Linked DNA regions of Zea mays: region 1 is linked to region 2. Evidence: chromatin contacts called from public Hi-C data. All regions are on one chromosome and are shown on one strand. Each heading gives the region's core, a stretch centred on a gene start, on an enhancer-like site or on the middle of the called end of the contact. The rest is flanking DNA. Distances are from core to core; before and after follow the strand shown.

Evidence for each region. A called contact is a pair of places that touch in the nucleus more often than the background predicts.
Region 1: a Hi-C map of leaf shows a contact between it and region 2, with 3 times the contacts expected there. The contact joins the promoter of LOC100193335 here to the promoter of LOC100217241 in region 2. A contact is called at or near these places in 3 of 25 Hi-C or Micro-C datasets (ear, endosperm and leaf).

Annotation. Positions count from the first base shown.
Region 1 is chr2:175,649,103-175,655,689 of Zm-B73-REFERENCE-NAM-5.0, forward strand. LOC100193335 (Ras protein Rab11A) reads right to left here and starts at 2,274. Exons shown (of 2, transcript NM_001138471.2): 1 at 1,572-2,274. The coding sequence starts at 1,754. LOC100383334 (UDP-Glycosyltransferase superfamily protein) reads right to left here. Exons shown (of 10, transcript NM_001175992.1): 3 at 6,257-6,394; 4 at 5,822-6,076; 5 at 5,391-5,545; 6 at 4,839-4,929; 7 at 4,625-4,741; 8 at 4,371-4,474; 9 at 4,006-4,096; 10 at 3,270-3,921. The coding sequence ends at 3,835.
Region 2 is chr2:175,473,444-175,479,645 of Zm-B73-REFERENCE-NAM-5.0, forward strand. It overlaps LOC100217241, which reads left to right and starts at 2,158. Exons shown (of 10, transcript NM_001143596.1): 1 at 2,158-2,282; 2 at 3,193-3,329. The coding sequence starts at 2,168.

The DNA.
Region 1 (6,587 bases), core at 1,024-3,523, 180 kb after region 2:
GCAGATGCATGAGATTTACTAAAAATGCATGTTTATATTAACAGCAGAGCAGAGCAGTAAATCCTTTCATCATGGCAATTTGCCAAATGGTAGTAGAACCTTTGTGGCATTTCATAGTGGAAAAACATCCTATAGTACATTGATGCATAGTAAACTAGCTATTTGTCCATGTACCATTGATCTGATTACTAACTGAACCTATTCCAACAAACAACGAGAACTTTCTATTCCAGTATCACTACCAAACCTTCAAACACTAACTAATCCGAAAAGAATTTTTTTTATTCATTGCCTGTAACAATTCATGTCCCTCAATCAAGGTCTGGGATTGAGGAACCAGAACAAATGTATGTACATTTCACTAGGATGACCTAGCAAGATTAACACAAAGCAGGTCATTGCAGTATCCTAATCAGTGTGAAACAAAAAAAAATGAATTCAAAATTCAGTTCCGAAGGTGCACATAACAAACAGTTGGCAATATATAACTGTCATTTCGAATTTCTGATCCATCATTTCCCACCAAATTACACCTCTTGTATTGCTTGGAGTGGTGCTGGAGAGAGAAGTGGCGAGTGGGTAATCAGTTGCAAACTAATAGCGCGTTTGGTTCCCAACCCGAACTCGCCATGTGTGCTGTGGCAATGCCACACTTGTGGCACCAAAAAACGGCCGCCAAACCTGTGGCGAGTTTTTCTGCTGTAAAACAATGCAAAAAAAACTGTGCCGTGCCAAATTTTATTTGCAATCCAAACAGCTATTTCAGCACGTGTGGCAGCCTTGATGTGCCCTGGTGTGGCGGAGAACCAGACATGCCCTAAGTAAGAAGGTTAGGCATGATCTATGGTCCTGTTTGTTTACCCTCGAGATTATATAGCTTAAATAAGTTGAGGCAAACAAACAATACAGATTATTAGATGGATTATATAATCTAAATACCTAGATTATAATAATCCATAAGCAGCCCATTAGATGCTTATATATTCTATAAGCTGGATTATATAATCCTAGAAGGAAACAAACAGGGCCTAAGTCTGTGAATATAAACAGAGTAATTGAAACCAGAAGACGTAAATATCTGTTAGTAATCACTTCATTCAATTTATCATTCATGTCGAGCTCAACTGAGATTATTCCCTCTCAACTACCATGGCCTGAAAGAAATAACTACCACTCATGCACCCATAATTTGTGGCCACCAGCAGCACATCCACACGCGTACACTTGGCAACTTCCCATGAGCCAAAAGTTGAGAGTACCACCATCAGTTGTAGGCGAGGCGACCGTACCAATAGCGGACACTATACGATAGGGTTCTCCTAGTACTAGTACTTTTCTGAAGACAAGAAACCCAACCCACCACCATAATATCCTAAACAAATGAAATTCGAAATCCGAACAAGGCGTAATTCTATGGGGTCGCAAGCCAAGAATCGCTTAAACAGAGCACCCCCAAGCGAAGCGATGAATCACCCCAGCGAACATTACCAGTCGAACGCACTATTAATCTATTATACACTAGTACCCACAAGTAAAACGTTGAAGAACCACTAGAGACGGGGGAGCCAGACCTGGAGTGTGCGCGTGGCGAACTCAACGCCGATGGTGGACTTGGAGTCGAGGGCGAAGGTGTTCTTGGTGAAGCGGGAGAGCAGGTTGGACTTCCCCACGCCAGAGTCGCCGATGAGCACGACCTTGAAGAGATAGTCGTACTCGTCGCCGCCCTGCTCCCACGACGCCGGCCGGCGAGCCATGCCCCGCCGCCCCTTCCCTCAGCCCTTCCGCGCTCCTCGCCTTGCTCTCTGGTTCCCTCCGCCCGCCTCGGAGACCGGCCGGGCAGAGTCGCAGAGAACAAGGGCGGTTCTTTGTTCTTTGCTTGGGAAAGTGGAGGAGAATTTCAGCAAACCCGCAGTTTCTGAGGACACGAAAAGCGCGTCAATCTTTTTTTCCTCATTATTATCGAGAAGATGGCAATTAGGATCGTCACAATTTCAAATTGTTAATCTTCTGAAACAGAATCGGAGCAGCACTGAAGCGAAAAGCAGCAATCTTTTGAACTGTTTTTTTAGCTTTAAAAAGAGTCCAATACACCTTTTCCATCTTTGTGCCTTTGTGGATTTTTTTTCCTGGTTTTTGGTTTGGTCTCTAAAATAAGGGGTTTGGTTTAACTTCTCGAACTAGATTTATTGTAAAAATTAAAATATCAATCAGACGGATACAACAACAGAGTCATCTTAAACTTCTAATGCTCGTAATTTAATACAGTAAAACGTATAGTAAATTAGACAGGTTTCAACAAAAAAAAGGAAAAAAAAGCTAAAGAAGAAAGAAATCTAAATTCTTATTATAAAGCTTCCAAACAATTCTTTTTTTCTAAAGGACTTCTCAAGTTTAACTTAATATAGAACAATATCCTTGCTCTAGCCCGCAACCTTTATAGATGCAACAAATAAAGGGGTGTTTAGTTCCAGAGACTAATGACTATTATGAGTATTAAATATAGTTAAATTTAAGTTTAACTTAATATAGAACAATATCCTTGCTCTAGCCGGCAACCTTCATAGATGCAACAAATAAAGGAGTGTTTAGTTCTAGAGACTAATGACTATTATGAGTATTAAATATAGTTAAATTTAAAAACTAATTATATATAGGCGAAAAGACAAATTTAACAAGCCTAATTAATTTATAATTACTAAATATTTACTATAGCATCATATGGTCGAACCATGAATTAATTCGACTTAATAAGTTCATCTTATAATTTAGTCATTATCAATATAATTAGTTTTATATTTAGATTATATTTAGTACTCCTAACTAGCATTAACTAGCGTCAACGCAACTAAAACTTAGTCGGAGGAACCAAACAGCCCCTGGCAGCATTTTCACATTAACTTTTGCAGGGCACGTTGCTGGCCAAGTGGCCACAGCAAGAAAAGTGAAAGGACCGCACAAACCGCATGCATCGCTTGTACTTATCGTTTATACTCACTCTATTTTAAAATATAATTCGTTTTAGACTAATTATATATTCATTAAATAATATATAAATATAGTTTATATATATATATTTGTTATCATTTAAATAAATGTGGACAGAAAAAAAGTAGACTAGAAAGAACGGAGGTGCACAGATTCCAATTGTACAAAAGTTTTGTACTACTCGTTAAACAAAACAGAAAATCCACAAAATATTTCATATGATGAGAATTGAATAGTGCCTGCAATACCTCGTACCTTACAAAGCGAATGGCCAGTCTTGAATTCCAAACAGTGCCGAAAAGAGATTGCACTTATTTTATATTCAAAAAGTATTATCGACTGGATCCATGCAGATTGGTCTCACGTCGCTGGTTGGAATTGGCATTATTACATCACAAACACAGCAGGAATTGGTGCTCCGACATGATACAAGACATCAAACATAGTAGGAATTTGTGTGGCAACATGCCAATCAAGACTTCTAGTTGCAATATGGTGGCAAGAGAGTACCAACGTTCCAGCAGATAATTGGTTTGATGACGTGCCTAAAACGCAGGCCATCCACTCACTACGCATTACGCAGAGGAAGAAAAAAAAAAGAAGCTGGCAATGACAGAGACTCGGACCATAGCTTTAACCAGCATGACAAGAAATCCTACAAATCAAGGCGTTCCACTCTCTTTCAGCTGCGACTACGGAGACGGGAAGCTTCAAGAGAAAATGCTGTGCGGGGGCCATATCATAAAGGCATATACTGCATGTGGATCAGAACGAATGCTGACAAGCAGAAGATACCATGACTGCCACCTCAAGTCCCCAACCATTTCAAAACTGTCAAAGATTTAAGTTTCACTTCTCTTGAGCCTCATCATTCCTTGAACCTAAATGAGCATGTAGTGGCCCTATATCTGGGACTTCTTCAATACCTACAGCAGGCTGAGGGCAAAAAACTCGTGTAAGGATTCCACGGAATCTAAAAACAGGTAAACGGAGAGAGAATGCATGGATATACACATATACCTGTAGAAATTCTAAAAGGCGCCATAGTAGGTAATTGATGATCATAACTAGGCAAAACAGTTTTCCAGCCCAAGATCCACAAGTAAGATACCTACAAGTAAGATACAACATTAGAGGCACCAAAATAGCAAATGTATTTCAGTTTTGATGACAGTTAAAATGTGAAGATATGGATCACAAATGGACTAAGACCTAAAATTATTTGACACTGATAAAATAACATGTAAATATATTTAGCATGACAACAGGAGAGGATGATGGAATAAGCCAGTCAATGGTAGCCACAAAAACATATATATATTGTTTCATTGACAAAATCTATTTGAAGAAACAAGATGAGTTGTCAAAATCTTGTGTTTACTAACCGAGGAAGGCGATCTAGTAAATTTGTTGTTGGAGATTCCATTGCACGATCATAAACAATCTCAGTTCTTTTGGCAACATCGTCCCAACTATAAAGTTCTTTCATCTAAGATCCAAAACAGAAGAAGCTGAATCAATACCAAGGACCTTGCACACGAAACTCCAACTAAATAGAAGCTAATGCAAAATAAGCACAATAGAAATGGTACAATGCAGAGTTCAAATAAGTTGAGGAATGTTGAGAGTTCAGGCTCACCCGAAGATGCATAATCTGGGGGTCTATTCCAGGTAGCATGTCGATGGCTTTCTTGACAGCTCTTACCATATCTCCAGGAGCTGGTTCTGCAAGTACTATCATGTCATCTGGAAGAACCTGAAAAGAGAAATGATAAATTGCATGAAACTGAAAAATCAGCTAACCAAGGTAGGGATTTTCTGCAAAGGAGAAACTGAAGATCATAACCACATACCTCAGGGACACCACCGACTCTAGTGCTCACTGTCAACAGTCCACAGCTAGCTGCTTCTAGAATGGCTATGCAAAATGCCTCTGTGAGTGAACTAAAAATAACAAAGGTTACATTTCAGTGTTACTTACAGCATGTATACATAAAATGATCAAACCCTTTGCATGTCCCAGAGATTAAATTTCCTATCATCTAGTTTCTCTACAGCATTATGGTATATGATTGACAATAGGGGTAAGTAATGCAAGATGAGCAAAAAATTACAATCCTTCAGTTAACTCATGATCCATCTCAATATATTTAGAATTCAGAAAAAAAAAACTCCCCATTACTTCCATGAATAAACTTGTGTATTAAATCATATTCCTAGTTTGTGTTTTAGGACAACATATTCAAGAGCACTTCAATCAAGAACATAAAAGTTCTATTGCTAACGCAGAAAATGCATCCCAAATTTAAATGGATCAAGATTGATGTCCATCAAGAAGATGAACACACTAGAAAGTAGAAACAAGATTTTCAACATGAAATGACGAAAATGTAGGAAGAATTTACCTGTTCAAAAATATATGTCCAGATATCAGAACCGATCGCACCTGAGCATGAGGTACAGCTCCTAACATCTCAACTCTATCCTGAAGGGAGAACTTCTCCCTCATTTCTTCAAGGCGCACACGTTTTGGACCATCACCACCAACAATAAAGCGAACCTGGCAAGTCCATGGAGTCGTGAATCGGCAACACACAACCAACTAACTAAATCCAAAACAGTACATACAGCAAGAAAATAATGGTGCAAGATAACTTCATGAAAACAGCCAAAACTCTACTGTCCAATAAAAATGTACTGTCATAGACTTTGTTCCGATTAAAACATTTTGTGATCAAGTTTGTTATATGCTGCATAACGAAGGTTTTCCCTTAGTGTGTACATACATAATTCACCTGGGTTATTTGACTTAAATTGTGATGTAGCTCAAGCTCACCTTTGGAAATAGCCGACACACTTCTGGAATGACTTCAACAAGAAGGTCGGCGCCTTTTCGGTATACTAATCTACTGACCACAACAATAACTATTTCATCACAGTTTAAGCGCTTGGGAGAGGGAGTAAACATTGCAGTGTCAACTGCATTAGGAACCATGAAAACCTTCTCTGGAGATATCCCAGACCTCAAGACAGTGTTCTCTTTGCTTGTATGTGAGACACATATTGCCTGATCAATATCTGCAAGAGTAAACTGCAGCACCTTATTCATGTGAATGCTTCCAGCATCAGCAAAACCATAAAGTGAGTGATCTGTGAAGACAACTTTGTACCCCATTGTCCTAGCATGCATTAATGCTTCATGACACAGTGTTGAAAAAGCTTGATGTCCATGCACGACAGAAATCTTCTCTCGAATAATAATTGTCCTTACAATTGGAAACGTCAAGAATAGTGTAGGAAGTGTATTCTGCATCAGGAATGGCCTCCATGGTACATAATAGACCTTTAAACCATTTGTGACATATCGTACTCCAGATCTGTTTCCATATGCATGTGTCATGACAACAACCTAGGGAAAACACATAAATTTTGTTCAAAACATTGCTCAAAATCTGGCAGCTCACAGTTAATGATCTACTATGCATGTCCATGTCGTCCAGTCCGACAGCATCTCAGTATACATGCAAGATCCTAAAAGTCTAGTATAACACAGATAAGGGTAAAGAATCTGATGAAATTAGCAGATTGGAGATAAAAAATAA
Region 2 (6,202 bases), core at 908-3,407:
CCTTTTGCCTGTAGTTGAGGATGTTCCTATGACTCAGACAAACATATGTATAGACTATCCAACTAGTCTAAGCCATGGATCTTGAACATTTTAATTTTTACTAACTCATATTTGTGTTTTGGCTCAAACTAGCTCTAAAAGAGTGACTTGTTGAAATTGAACTATCCAACCACTTTAGATGTGTCAAATATGATTCTAGAGGTATTTAGAACTTATTCAAAGTATGAAACTATTGCTAGTTCATCTATTCCAACTTTTACCCCTTCTTGGTTGTGTTTGAGTTATTTTTGACTTAGAAACTCTAAAATTGATCTTATGAACCTGTGAATCAAAGACTTAGCAAACTAGTTAGTTCATATGATCGTGATGGTCATCAAGCACCAAAACTAATATCTAAAATGGTTTAAGGCCATTTTCCTTTCAATTACCCTTCAACTAACTAATTTCTCCCACTTGTTCTCGACAACATTAATAAAGGAGAGACAAAGTCAGTAAAAAGGAACGATTTAGTCTCTTTTAGGGGGCCTTTGAGAAATTAGAGACTAAAATAATTTAGTCTTTTTAGGGTGTGTTTGTTTCGCTCCTATATTATATAAGTTGGATTATGGTAAAAACGTAGGAGAGTAAAATATCACTTTAGTACCACAAATAAGCTGAAATGTTTTACCATCCTAACCTTCCACCATAATACAACATATATAATCTAGGAGAGAAACAAAAAGGACCTTAGGGCTAGTTTGGAAACTCAAACCCACTTCGTGATTGAAGGGGATTGGAGAGAAAATTAGTTTATTTCCACCTCAATCACCTCCAATTCCGAAGGGTTTTGAGGTTTTCAAAGTAGCCCTTAGGCTGTCTCCAACAAGGCACTGTAAAGCAACATGTCCGCTAAATATAGCGTTTCTTACGTCCTCTATACCCTCCAGCAATAAACGCTAAAGGCTCCGGTAAAATTTAGGGGTGCTTCTTCCTCCGCTAAAGATAGCGGATTCCTGTTCGTCCGCTAAAGCTATATACACGGTGGACCTCGGTCGTCGGCTGCGCGGGCACAGAGCGCAGAGGTGATAGAGGACGTCGGTTGCGCGGGCGCGGAGCGGGGGAGGAGCTCAGCCAGAGAGAAGAAGCACCAACGCAGGCCATTGCTACGACGACGTGGAAAAGCTCGCCGGCGTATAGGAGCTTGGCTGAGGAGAAGCTCGTCGCGGAGGACCTCGGCTGGGAGGAGCTGTGTTGGGATGCGGCGCCAGAGACGATGCTTCTCCATCTGCGAACGATTTTTGCGTTGCGTCTGCGAACGATTTTGCATCTGTTAACATATTTAATAATTTCAATATAAAAATATTTTGCATCTGCGAACGATTTTGCGTTGCGTCATTTTTGGCATGCTACAAATGATTTTTTGGCATGCTACAAATGATTTTTTATCTCTCTGGCGCTTTAACTCCTGGAGCCGTACGCTTCATTAGGAAAAACAATTAGTAATGTAGGTTAGAAAATGTAATTATCTAAACTAGTTCCTAAATCATTTTTGGCATGCTACAAATGATTTTTTTATTGCGTAGACGACTAACAAAAACTTATAATATAGACGTCTGGTAATTATTTGCCTCAATATAAACTAATATTGTTTCCCAATAAAATCAATATGTAATTTCGCTATGAACTGTTTTTTAAGATCGATAAAAAACAACGTGTATTGTGAAATCTGTTAATACTGTAGATATAGAGGACCGATTTTAGAGGATGTTGCTGAAGATGTTGAAAATATAGAGGATGAAATCTTTTAGAGTGAGCTGTAAAGGACAGAGAATATTCCTTTAAACGATGAAATTTAGGGAACGTCGTTGGAGACAGTCTTATTCTATATGTTTAATAATTTAGAGACTAAGGAGTGTTTGAATGCACTAGACCTAATAGTTAGTTGACTAAAAATTGCTAATTGAATTAGCTAACTAACTAGTAGCTAGTTTACTAAAAGTAACTAATAGCTGAACTGTTAGCTAGTCTATTTAGATGTCTTATTTAATTTTAGCAATTAACTATTGGTTCTAATGCGTCAACCAAATATGGGGCCTAAAAATTAGTCCTTACCAAACACTGCCTAACCGCCTAAGGATTCCGCCGCCGGCACCTTGCCAGCTGACGCCACCAATCAACGCTTCCCTTTATGGCCGGAGCAATAGTTGGCAGACTCGGCCGCCATCCCACCTCCTTGCTCCTCCTAACACTGCCCCGTCACGCCGCCGCACACCACCGGCTGCACTCTCCTTCCTCCTCCCAAGGTACCGTCCCCCACCTTCCCCTCTTTCTCAGACCCTGGCGCTTCCCATCCTTTTGCCCTGCCGCTGCTGTCCTGCACGGGCGTCCCCTGATTTACAACCCTTTGGCTGCAGTTGCAAGAGCCGGATTGCCAGGTGCTTGTTTCGTTTCGGGCTGTGTAGGTGCTCGGATGCTGATTTTTTTCTTCTTTCTTTTGTGATGAATTGTACTGGGCCGATGAAACCGTATCGGATTGGGTTCTCTGACGAGGAAATACATAACTAATAAATACACATACACTGAGCTGAGGTTGACCTTGCACATTCCTGTTGATAGAGTTTATATTGCTGTCAGCAGGTTCAGATTAGTTTGTGTTGTGCTAGTAACTAATGCAGAGCACAGCGAGTAGCAATTAAAACTGTGAGTTGCAGAGGAGAGTGGGTGTATTGGTTGCTCAATCAATCTATGTTGGAGCCAGTAAACATTCTTCTCTCCCTCCTGCACTGGCTCTAGATTTGTTCCTTCCATCTCTTTCTTAACTCTTGCCTGACATGATTTTACTTCATTCACGAGTTGAAACTTTAATCAGTATAAGGCAGAAGCCAAAATGATCATGCTAGCTAAGGAACAACTGCTCTAAATGAAATTACTGTTTACATGGCATTAGCATCAGTATGTTCAATCCAATATGATTGTTGCTTTCTGGAAATTCGGCTATGATATACATCACTCCGATTGTCTTTATAGAAGGATTGTTCTGTTTCTGTTAAATTGTTTGGAAGCAATTAGTTATTTTGGAAGTCTAATTGATGGATGGATATCTTTGACATATTGTTATTCTCGTGATAATTTTGAGTCTCTTGGAGACAAGTGGTATCTGTGATTCTAGACAATTCATTATATTTATTTTGACTACATAGCTCATCGCTACAGGTCAGTATTCAAAAATGGGTGATCCAAGTGAGAGGAATGGACACGGCGCTCTTACCCGGGTGCTATTCTGTGGTCCATATTGGCCTGCTTCTACTAACTACACCAGGGAGTATTTGCAGGACTATCCATTCATTCAGGTTGGTGGTGCCCTTTACATGGTGCTATGCAAGAGAAATGCTGCTGCATGTATCTGTTCATTGATATGAATATGAATGTACTGACTGTCTTTTATCTACAATCTTGTGTATACTGTAGCAATATGCTTAATGTTACCAAATTTTGAAGTTTGAATTTCTATTTATATACAGCTAATGTTGTGGGCAAAAATTGCTGTTCAATCATGTTTACCATGCAATCACTATCAAAGGTCATGAAAAATTTATAGATGTACTTTATTATTTACTCTATCAATGTATCAAATTTCAAGTTCTAATCCATCCTATATTAAGAGAGATAAAAACATAAACTTTTGTCCAATATGAATTATTAAAAAATGATAGAAGTTTTTTATATCTTTTAACATAGGATGAATTAGAACATAAAATTTGATATATTGATAGAGTAAATAATGAAGTACTGGGATGGGGGTTTCATACCTTTTTTGTACTATCTTCTCTTCTCTAGATGAAATGACGCACAATTCTCTAGTGCATTCGTGAAAAAAGAACAACGAAGTACATCTATAATTTTTTATGACATTTGCATGGTTATTAAAGCGGTAAAACGTTATGAACTAACTTTTTAACTTTTAAACGTTTAAACGAATGTTGAAACGTCTTTCCAGACTTGACATAGAAATTCAAATATAGAATAAGTTCACACATAAGTTGAGTTCACACATAAGCCTTCGTGACTGATCTTTGAGCTGGTCTTGCGGAGAGGCCGCAGAGGTGAGGCACAGCGCAGAGGCCGACGGTCTACGGCACAGTGGGAAGTGGCTGGGACCCCTCACTCTTAGTCCCAGCCGCAGAGGTGATTCACTGTGAGGGGCAGCGAGGACAGCGGATGGATCTGGGTCGTTGAGGGCAGCGGCAACAAGTGGATGCGGGGGCGCACTGGAGCTTGGCCGGGCAAGTGGATGCAGCTGCAGCAAGTGGGCACGGGAGCACTGGAGCTTGGCCGGGCAAGTGGATGCAGCGCAACAGCGGCAGCAAGTGGGCACTGGAGCAGTGGAGCTTGGCCGGGCAAGTGGATGCAGCGGCAGCAAGTGGGCACTGGGTAGTGGCACGGCGGCGCACTAGCCTGTGGGTGGACTGGTGGAGGGAAGAGGGAGGAGGGGTCCGGCGGCGTACCTGGGGGCAGGAGGGCGGTCGCACTGTTGTAGGCGCGGCTGGGCGGCCGACCGGGAGATCTCCAGCGCTGGCTGAGGAGTGAGGAGGCGCGATCTGCAGTCGCAGGCGCGGCTGGGCGGCCTCCAGCGCTGGTTCGAAGCGAAAGCGAGTAGCCGAGTACCTAAAGCCTAGGAAGGCCCACTAGTAACTAGAACGTCCTCAGAACGTCTAAAACGACATAAAACGCATTTTGGACGTTTAAACGACGATTAAATGTCCAAAACAGACGTTCTACACTGATTTGTTAGAACGTTCGAACGTTTTAGTTTCTAATCGCGTTTTACCGCTTAAACGACGCTTAAACGTCGTTTAAGCGATGTTTTAATAACCATGGACATTTGGAAGCTTGATTGCACGGCAATTACACGCAAAGCGTGACTGCACAACATTTTTTCCCAATGCTATGGGAAGGTTACACTTTGGAATATATGATTCTTGTCCTGTGTTAGTTAGTAGTTAACATTGCTGCTTCGTTTACGTTCTTTTGTCCCTTGTAAGAATAATCTGCCCTCATGAGTAACCATGAGCTGGTTACATGTCTTTGAAAAGAACAGAAAACAGGACATGGTTTGCCCTCCACAGCAACAAACATGCTTTGCTTTCTCATGTCAATAAGGGAAGCAATCTTATCACACAATGCAATACAAATATCTGATGCTGATGTGTTTAAGATCAATGCTACGAAGAGATGAAGATATTGATGAAGATGTTAGCCATAGAATCAAAGCAGAGAATGAAGTGATGTCAAGCATGTGGTGTTCTATATGACAATAGAGTACCAAAAAAGCTAAAAGGCAAGTTTTATAGGATGGCGATTAGACCTGCTATGTTGTATGGTACAAAATGCTGGTCTACAAAAAGATGACAAGTTCAAAAAATAAGTGTTGTGAAATTATGTATATTGCGTTGAATTTGTGTCCATACAAAAAGGGATCGAGTCCGGAATGATGATATATGTGATAGCCTAGGGGTAGCACCAACTGAAGAAATGCTTCTCCTAAACATCGGTTGAGATGGTTTGGACATGTGTCCTACAGAGACGAGCTGCTGTGTCAATGCATAATGGGATCCTAATGCGTGATACCGATGGGAAGAGTGGAAGAGGAAGATCAAAATTGACATGAAAAGAGACCGTTAAAAGAGACTTGACAGGATGAGATATACCTAAAGATTTATCCTTGAACAGGAGTGTATGTAAAACAATTATCCATGTGCCCAAACCTTAACTTGTAGGTTCTATTGGGTTTTTAACTTTAGCCTACCTCAACTTGCTTGGGATAAAAGGCTTTGTTGTTGTTGTTGTTGATGATGTGTTTTTTAATAATGAATTTCCTTTATAAATGGAACATCATACAAATTTTTGAATTTTCATTACAAATATAAAAACATCAACTTAGGCTTAGGCTGGTCAGTGGTTTGTTGTTGGCATGTTTATTATGAATATAGTGTATACTCACCTTGTTTTTGTTTTCTCCTTCCCCCATTAGGATAACAACAACAACAACAACAACAAAGCCTTTTTGTCCCAAGCACGTTGGGGTAGGCTAGAGATGAAACCCCGTATGAAAACCTCAGAGCTCAACCCCCAAAGAACAGAAAAGGGAAACAAAGGCAAAGGAGAACCGAAAACAACGAAACGGGGAAACACATAAAAGAGATAAAACCCACAAGGACCAGCA